3 separate regions of the Sus scrofa genome follow, and regions 1 and 3 are each linked to region 2. A link is a contact called in public Hi-C and HiChIP or PLAC-seq data. All regions are on one chromosome and are shown on one strand. Each heading gives the region's core, a stretch centred on a gene start, on an enhancer-like site or on the middle of the called end of the contact. The rest is flanking DNA. Distances are from core to core; before and after follow the strand shown. Region 1 holds the start of ANO6 (anoctamin-6). Region 2 holds the start of SCAF11 (protein SCAF11). Region 3 has its middle 44 kb from the start of ANO6.

What was found. Hi-C and Micro-C count contacts between places; a contact is called where the count stands out from the background. HiChIP or PLAC-seq counts read pairs in DNA pulled down with a chosen protein or histone mark.
Region 1: a contact with region 2 is called in an H3K27ac HiChIP or PLAC-seq map of alveolar macrophages. The contact joins the promoter of ANO6 here to the promoter of SCAF11 in region 2. A contact is called at or near these places in 2 of 5 promoter capture datasets (fetal skeletal muscle and liver), 1 of 47 Hi-C or Micro-C datasets (liver) and 2 of 2 datasets of contacts at active chromatin or transcription factors (alveolar macrophages and skeletal muscle).
Region 3: a contact with region 2 is called in a Hi-C map of embryonic fibroblasts, with 7 times the contacts expected there. The contact joins the enhancer-like site here to the promoter of SCAF11 in region 2. A contact is called at or near these places in 1 of 5 promoter capture datasets (liver), 9 of 47 Hi-C or Micro-C datasets (embryonic fibroblasts, epiblast stem cells, fetal skeletal muscle and 4 more) and 2 of 2 datasets of contacts at active chromatin or transcription factors (alveolar macrophages and skeletal muscle).

Annotation. Positions count from the first base shown.
Region 1 is chr5:76,111,099-76,113,798 of Sscrofa11.1, forward strand. ANO6 (anoctamin-6) reads left to right here and starts at 1,330. Exons shown (of 22, transcript XM_005655713.3): 1 at 1,330-2,700. The coding sequence starts at 2,629.
Region 2 is chr5:76,875,349-76,878,048 of Sscrofa11.1, forward strand. It overlaps SCAF11 (protein SCAF11), which reads right to left and starts at 1,303. Exons shown (of 15, transcript XM_021092989.1): 1 at 1,041-1,303.
Region 3 is chr5:76,066,701-76,069,400 of Sscrofa11.1, forward strand. No RefSeq gene overlaps it. Among named protein-coding and RNA genes, the nearest start is that of ANO6, 44 kb to the right of the region's middle. Within about 2 kb of position 1,326, at least 4 of the 83 cell types and tissues checked have an H3K27ac peak or open chromatin away from gene starts, as enhancers often do. A contact at or near this core is called in embryonic fibroblasts, where this site is marked.

The DNA of each region.
Region 1 (2,700 bases), core at 80-2,579, 760 kb before region 2:
CTAGACAATAATTTTTCAGAGTCAAGGGTGTGGTTCTTACCTAGGCCTATTACATTGATTATTTTTGAAGCATGTCTTAGGTGGAAAAAAAATAATCCATTACAGGAAATAAAATGGATTAAATGAAAGAATGGGATTTACTAATAATAGACTTACAGCTAACTAAAGTAAATAATTCATTTCTCTTCTAGCAACAGTCACCTGTACATATAAGGCCAGCAGTGTCTCTCTGCAACATTTATCAAGCAAGAAAAATGTAAACTCTAAAATCTGTGAAGAACTTCAAATGACTCATTGAAACCTGTTGCAAATGCAAACACAAGAATTTTCTAACTAATTTATCTTGAGCAAAGTCTTAGGCCCTAAGAACCAGGCAATTTGGTGAGAGGACTATGGCAGGAAGTTGATAAGAATTTAAGAGCTTAGAATTGATGGGGTGCAAAGTGATTTTTTAAAAACAGATTTAGAAATGTCTCTAGAAGAGGTTTAGAAAGTGGCTAGGAACACAGATTCTAGAATAAGCTGCTTGGGTTTGAATCCCAACTCTGCCACTTACTGTGTGTGTGTGATTTGGGGCAAGTTATTCAGTCACCCTGTGTCTGAGTAAATGTGTGGTAACAACTCCTAGGGTCATTGTGAGAATTAAATGACCACATGTAAAACATTTAGAATTGTGCCTAACACATAAAAATTACCATATGCATTTGTCAAATGAAAATCATGAAAACTAATCATGTAACCAACATTCCTCTGGAATTTGTTTTAGTAGGCTCCATAAGCATTGGGGACAGAATTAAAAAAAAATCTTTTCCACTTCTCAACTTTTTCTTTACCTTCCCATCTTTTATTTTTCCCCTCTTCTCTTCAGAGTACTGTATTGACTTTTCTTTATATTAAAAATAATTTTTTTCAAAAGGTTCTTTAAGAAGTAATTACAGTGTTTCCTGGATATTTTCTTTTTTGTGGGTTTTTTTTCATTTTTTTATGCATTAATTAATTTGTGCAGGAGGGCTTCAGTTAATCACTAATTTAATAATTCTGGATATTTTCTTAATTTGCTGTTTTATAATGCATATTCATAGCTGTTTTCCCACTGCCACTCACAGGTGGGCTCAATGTTTCATATGAAAATGTTTTCACATGGGGAGTTCCTGTTGTGACACATCAGAAACAAATTCAGTTAGTTTCCGTGAGGATGCAGGTTAGATCCCTGGCCTTGCTCAATGGGTTAAGGATCCCGCTTGCTGTGGCTGTTTCATTTCATATGAAATTTCATATGAAAACATCAGAAATAAGTATATAGGAGAATAAGATGCACAGTAGATTTAGTGTTAGCTCAATGTTTATTCTAATTATCATGATAATGCTGGTACTTAAATGGGAAAAAGTTTCAATAAGTGTTAGGGGGACAATGAATACAACAAGGATTTGGTTACACCTTCCAGCCCTTTCGAGAAGTCAAAAATCGTCCCACCTGAATTCACCAGCTGCTTGGAAGAAAATTCTGCAGATGCACAAACCCAGGAATCTGCAGTTCAAACTACCCCATGTGTCTTAAAAGCAGAAATCCCTTTGTATTTGTCATGTTGAGCCCTTTGGTCTTCACGAAAGCATTCTTACGCTCTCTGCCTCAACGTTATTTCAGCACCTTATTTCTTCTGCTTATAATAGTTTTCCACACTGCTTTAGAGTTTACACCGAACCATCGGGGAGGTCCTCACTTCCTTTGCCTTTATGTGACGCCAAGGTTCAAGCTTTCAAAGTCCCAATACGCTGCATGCTGGGTGATCATCTTCCGACCACTCCCTGTGCGCTCCAGCGTGCGGGGGTAGGGGGCGCTTCTCCCTCCTCCTAACCTCACTTTAGGCGGAAATCCTCTTGCCTTTTGTAAACAAGCATTTTTAGATCTCGCTCTTTGGGTCATTTTTCTTCCGTTGTTTATTATCTACGAGTTTGGCCTCTTTTCCCTGTAATCTCCCTCTCCCCATTCCCCTCCGGAAGGCACATCCCCCCACCTAGAGTCAGAGTAATTGATACTTTAAGATCCTCTACTAGCTTCACGTTCCCTTTAAACACATCCAAACGTGCTCGCCTTCAGGGTGCTTTCCTTGAGCTGCAGCTGCGTCTTTCCCCTCTTAGATAGATGTCAAAGCAAACAAGCCCCAGGACGTGCCCATATATGACCTTGGAACAGAAAGCTGCCTCGTTTGGGGCAACCGAGAACCCTGTCCACTCCCACCCTCGCGTGCTCTCGCCACCCCCTTCGGCTAGTTCACTCGCGTGCACAACGCGGACGCCAGCTACTCCCTCCCTTCTCCTGACTTCCTTCTAAGAGCCTCGTAAACCTGGGAAGTTCAATCATTCCGCAGCAAACCTCGGTGCTCACTGGGCATGCTCAGTGGCCGGCCCGGCTCGGTGGCCAGAGGTTGCCTTGGGCGCAGGGCTCGGGTCGGCTGCCTCCTGGTCTCGGCTTCCCGGAGCGCGGGCTGAGCACCGAGGCTCCTGAGTCCGAAACGAGACTCGCCCCGCCGTCCTCGCCCGGGCGCCAGCCCCGCCAGAGCGCCGTCGTTCGGGACCCCGGGAACCCCCAACTTCGCGCCAAGTTCCGAGCCTCCTTCGGGGAGAGGCATGCAAATGATGACCAGGGACGTTCTACTTGAAAGGGAGCTGGAGGACGACGACGACGAGGATGGGGATATC
Region 2 (2,700 bases), core at 53-2,552:
AAGAACAGCCTGTACTAGCCAAAGCATTATATTAAAAACTTTTTGGTCAGTTTGGCCTAAAAAATCTTAGCTCACAGATAGTATGATAAAGATGTCAAAATGAAAGCCAAAATGAATGAAAAAAGCTCAACTCGTAGGCACTATACGTAATACGGCACAGAAACACTTTGAGGATATTTTAAAATTCCACATTTGAATCTGAATGCTTTAATCAACTACTCCAAATCAGGCGCTTACTTTAACACAATTTTTCAAAATACGGGGGGTTGGGGGGGGGGCAAGACAGACATCCATTTGTAAGCAGCGTCTTTAAAGATTCAAAATTCCTTGTATCTGAGGAGGGACGCCTGATGGAGCTAAGTTTAGATCTCCTGGCCCTTTTGTTGTCAGCCCAGGAAACTGGTTTAGAAATTGGGGGTGGAAGAAGAGTTTGAAATTCAGGGCACGGGGTGACGCGGGTGCTCACAAGTGCGGGCTCTGCCCTGGTCGCGCACTCCGAGAGGTCACGGCGCAGTAAAGTTTGGTTTCACAAGCGAGCTTGGACGCTACCGACAAAAGCAAAGTCTCGCAAGTCAAGCGGGCGCGGGGGTCGGGGAGCGCCCGGAAGCCCAGCAGGACACGTTTCCACCGCGGGGAGGGGGGTGTCCGTGTGGCGACTCCGTCGCCGAGCCTCTAACCTCAACCCATTCCCCCAGGACCCCCGGGCGGGGACTGGTTCCGCCGACGGGAGGCGGGTAGGCCACAAGAAGGAAATGGGACGGGGTACCGACAGCGAGGCGGCGGCGGCCCAAGCGCGGCCTCCCTCGCCGGGTGGCGAGAGGCAAGGGGGGCCTTGCCCGCCGCAACCTCCCCCGCCTCCAGAGGCAGCTCCAACTTTCCTCCGAGCGCAGGACGCCGCCTGGGCCGCGCGGGATTCCGAAACTTTGTGCGCCCTCCCGCGTCGCCCCGGGCCCGCTCCCCCGCCCTGCGCCGGCGCGTAACCCCCACCCCGCCCGAGAGCGGCCCGCGCCAGTCCACCCCTGGGGTCGGCCGGTGTTTACCTCAGGCCGAGGTCGAGGCGCGGGGATTCCGGCGGCGGCCCCAATGCAGGTCCCTAGGTCCCCGTCACGCCGCCGCCAAGTTCCCCAACATGGACTCCTTCGTCCGCTTTCAGGTGTTCCGGGGGCCGCTGGGGCGCCGGCTCTGCTGGCTGGGGCGGGTGGCGGCGGCGAAGCAGGGAGCGGACCCGGGCTGCGCTGCTCCGCGCGTCTTGCGCCACCGCTGCTCCCCCTCCCCCGCTCCTCGCCGGGCCTCCTCCCTCCCCGTTCCGCGCGTCCCCTTCCCCCTCCCTCCCGCTCTGCTCCTCTCAGCTCAGCGGCGCCTCCACTGGTCGACGCGCTACGGTGGCGACGGCGGCGGCGGCGGCGGCGGCAGCGGCAGCAGGACGGTCGGCGCTTTCCCAACTCATTTGCTCGCTCTAGCCCTGCGAGCAAGGTCGCAGCAATCAACCGGACCGCAGGGGGGCGCTGGCAAACCACCCTTTGCGCCAGAGGAACGTGACGGGCGGAGTCACGTCCCGTGGCCTGCGAGCGGGAGGGAAAACAGCGGCTAGTGGCTTCTGGGAAACATTCTCAGTGCCCGGCTCTCCCCCCACGCCGCGGGCCCTGCGCATGCGCCGTGCGTGGAGCGCCGCTGCTGGCTCTGCTTTGGCAGCGGTACCGGGTAAGCTGTTTGAAACACAATGAAGTAGGCTCTTGGGGACCTGGACGTGCGGGGGTTTGCGCGGCATTTGCTATCCTCTCTTTATGGTAATCTGATATGAAGAGTGTTTGTTGTTTGGCTTTGGGTTGAGTGTTCACCCAGCAGCATTGCCCACCTGAACCGCATCTTGCGGGGAGGCTGAAGTGGCCAGAACTCGTTAGCCCACCTCTTCCCTCCAGGTGGGCTTTTTAAACAGGCCTAGGGGAGAAGTTTCCCACGTGACTCATCAAACTTAGGCATAGCCCCGTGTCTTAATTCCCACAACAAAAAATTAAACTTGATGATCCACTCGTTGGTTGATAGTGACAGGTAATGATTCACTCCAGCAAGTGTCCGAGTCCGCCTAACGGAACATGTGTGCCACTCCTTCTCCCTCCGGTCGTCAAATCTTTTGTTTTACCTCCAAAATACCTTTCAGACTTTTTTAAAGTCACTCTTTACCCGCATAGTTTCTCCCGGACAGTTTCCTCACGGCTCCTGACTGCTCTTCCTGCCCTCAGTGTCCACCCCTCTTCTACCAGCAGGTCCTGGCAGCGCCCCCCGCCCTGTCCACGCCACTGTCCTGCCATCACCCCCCAACCCCCGCACCGTGTGCTGGAGCTCTTCCCGGGCCGCCCCACCTACTTGGCTCACCCAAGTTTCAGCTGTAGCCACCTTGCCACTCACACTTTTTCGTGTCGTCTGCCCCCTTCCTTTATGTCCTCATTGCCCAGGATGACTTTTTCCTCCTCACTTTCTCGGGACCCTGCCGAATGGGCACCCCTCTGCCTCTCTCCTCCGAGGTAGCTGGTTGCCATGACCCTCCTCACTTCTCTGGCTCCCCCATCTTGTGCCTCGTGTTTGGTCTGTTGAGGGTCAGTCTCACACTGTGAGCACTGGGACAATGTCTTAATACCTTCTTAATAACAGCTCCTGGCACAGTGCCTGTTACTCAATTAAGGACTTGGTAAATAGTTGCTG
Region 3 (2,700 bases), core at 76-2,575, 810 kb before region 2:
GGATGATCATCTCAAGGTCCATCCATACTGCTGCAAATAGCATTCTTTCATCCTTTTTTTGACTGAGTAGTATTCCATTGTATTTATGTACCACATCTTAGGCATTCTTCTGTCAGTGGACATTTAGGTTGTTTCCATGTCTTGGCTATTATAAATGGTGCTCTTATGATTACAGGGGAGTATGGGTCTTTTCAAATTGTAGTTCTGTCTGCATATTTGCTCAGGAGTGGATTGCTAGATCACATGGCAACTCAATTTTTTGAGAAACCTCCATGCCGTTCTCCACAGTTGATGCATCAATTAAATTCCTCCCAACAGAGTAAGAGGTTCCGTTTTCTCCACACCCTCTCCAGCACTTGTTATTTGTAGATTTTTTTAATAGTAGCCACTCTGACCAGTGTGAGATGTTACCTCTCATATGGGTATTTAGAGCACAACACTGGTTTAGATAGGCCATGGAGTTCACATAATAGAACAAATGGGATATTCAGTAGTCGCCTATTCTTTTAAATGTAATGATTACCAAATGCATCCTATTAGTCAACATACCAGGACTAACCTGCACCAGGAGTGCAAATGCCTTCCCACCTTTAAACATGTCTAAAAGATTAAAGAAGGAAGCTAACAAAAATTGAGCTCTCAAGTGTCAGGCTCTGTGCCCGATACCCTAATACACTGGAGTTTCATTTAATTCCTCACAACACTATTGAAAAAGTGACTCGGAGAAATTAAGTGCTTTGCCAAAATCATGGGTCTAGAAAGCAGAGCTGGAATTCAGTCTCAGATCTGCCTCACTTGAAAGCCCTCTCTTTTACGTCACAGTGCCACAGTGCAAAGAAATAAATAAAGTTATATCTCCAGGAAACTCATTTCATGCCAGAAAGAAACCATTCAAGTACCTGAGACTGTATCCATCAGAAAAACACTGCCACTTAACCTTACTCTTTTCTGTAGATTCTGAAGTATCATAGATTTGTAGGCATGTTTGGAAAACTGTCAATTTTGTGAACAGAGTAAACCTTTTGGTTCATCTCTGGACTTCCTCTATTCTGGTGAAAAAGCAATTTTAAAATGCCTGCTCTGTCTCTGAATTTGAGGTCCTCTATTATTTTCTGTTGTCAAAACTCAGACAAACCTTGTTATTTTATTAGGTCATCAGATGATTTATCTGTCTCCTAGAGGAGTGACGGTGGAAGGGAGAGGGATAGGCCACATCAGGCCCCAAGTGGCCTGAGCTCACCCATTAAGTTAGCCCGTCTGCCCTGCTCTTGACAGTTATTAATGTTCCTGCCTCCTGCTGCTTCCAGTACTCGTTCTTCTCAGATACCAATTCCAGATGTTACTCTTACATGGGGGAAGCCCAAATATGCTAGTGGTTTCCAGACAAAGTCCTGCTAGAACCATTCCCTGCTTGGCCCATTTCCAATGCATCATCCAGGAAGCCCAAAGTAACTGGCATGAGCCAGTTACCCTCTGAAACAACCAGCATACCCTTGCTCGGGCAGCCTCCTAGTTCAAACTGTTTCTCCATAAGCAAAGCATTGTGTGCTGCTAACTCTCCACTTACCCAACAGTTCCTGTTTTACCTTCATCCACCTGGTGAGCCCCGTAAGCTGACTATCTGTCCATAGTAATGGCTATTTCCTGCCACAGGCTGGGCAAATAGGACAGTGAGAGATGTGATTTCATTGTATCAGTTAGGTCCACTAGGTTATGCTGTGGTAGCAGATGACTCCCCATCTCAAGAGCTTACCACAACAAAGGTCCACTTCTCATTCATATTAGGTGTTCACTGCGCGTTGGCCTCAGCTCTGTACCATGTCGTCTTCGCTCCAGGACCCAGGGTAATGGAGCAACCTCTCTGGTGACCATTAAGTCCATGGCAGAGGCAAATGAAGCATGACAAAGCACAAGCTCAGCCTTAAAGCTTCTGTTCCCACTTCATCAACAAAACAAGTCACATGGCCACTCCGGATGCCAACAGAGAGGAGACATGAACGCTTCCTTCAGGGAGCAGCACCACATAGAGGAGCAGTGTTAATACAATTTTGAGCATTAATACAATCTGCCACTCTCACTTTGGTAGAGACCTGTCAAGACATCGCTGAGTTGCCTTAGAAGGAGCCACTGTCTATGGAGCCCAAGTTTCAAGACTTCACAAGATTCTGCCAGGACAGCAGAGACCTGCTTATTTTCTCAGCCATGCTGGCTACGTGAGTTCAGCTCCTCTGACACTGACAAATGACACGTTTCCTAGAGACTCCCTGAGGTGAATCGAGGTTTTGCACCTGCTCTTTGTAATTCCTAGGCTGTGTGATCCTAGTACCTAAAGAGGCAGACCTCAGCCCTCTTCAGCCGCTATGGCAGGGCGGCTGGAGAAACGCCTCCGCTGGATGCCACATCTGTGTCAGTAAAGGACAAACCACTCTGAGTCACTTCTTTTTACAGCCTGTCAGAGACCAAATTAGATCACTTTGAAGGAATACATTATGACCCATCTGTCCAGTCTCATAAATCACTGACCTTCTCTTTTTTTTCCCCTACCAAAAGGGTGTTCAAAACAGTTGTTTCCATGATAAATCTTTACCAGTTTAACAGTATAAATGTTGTTGAGCTTGATGTTTTATGTTATGATTATTTCTGTGTCAAAATGTGTAGGATATAAGAAGATAATGCTGTCCTCAGCAACATCAGACACAT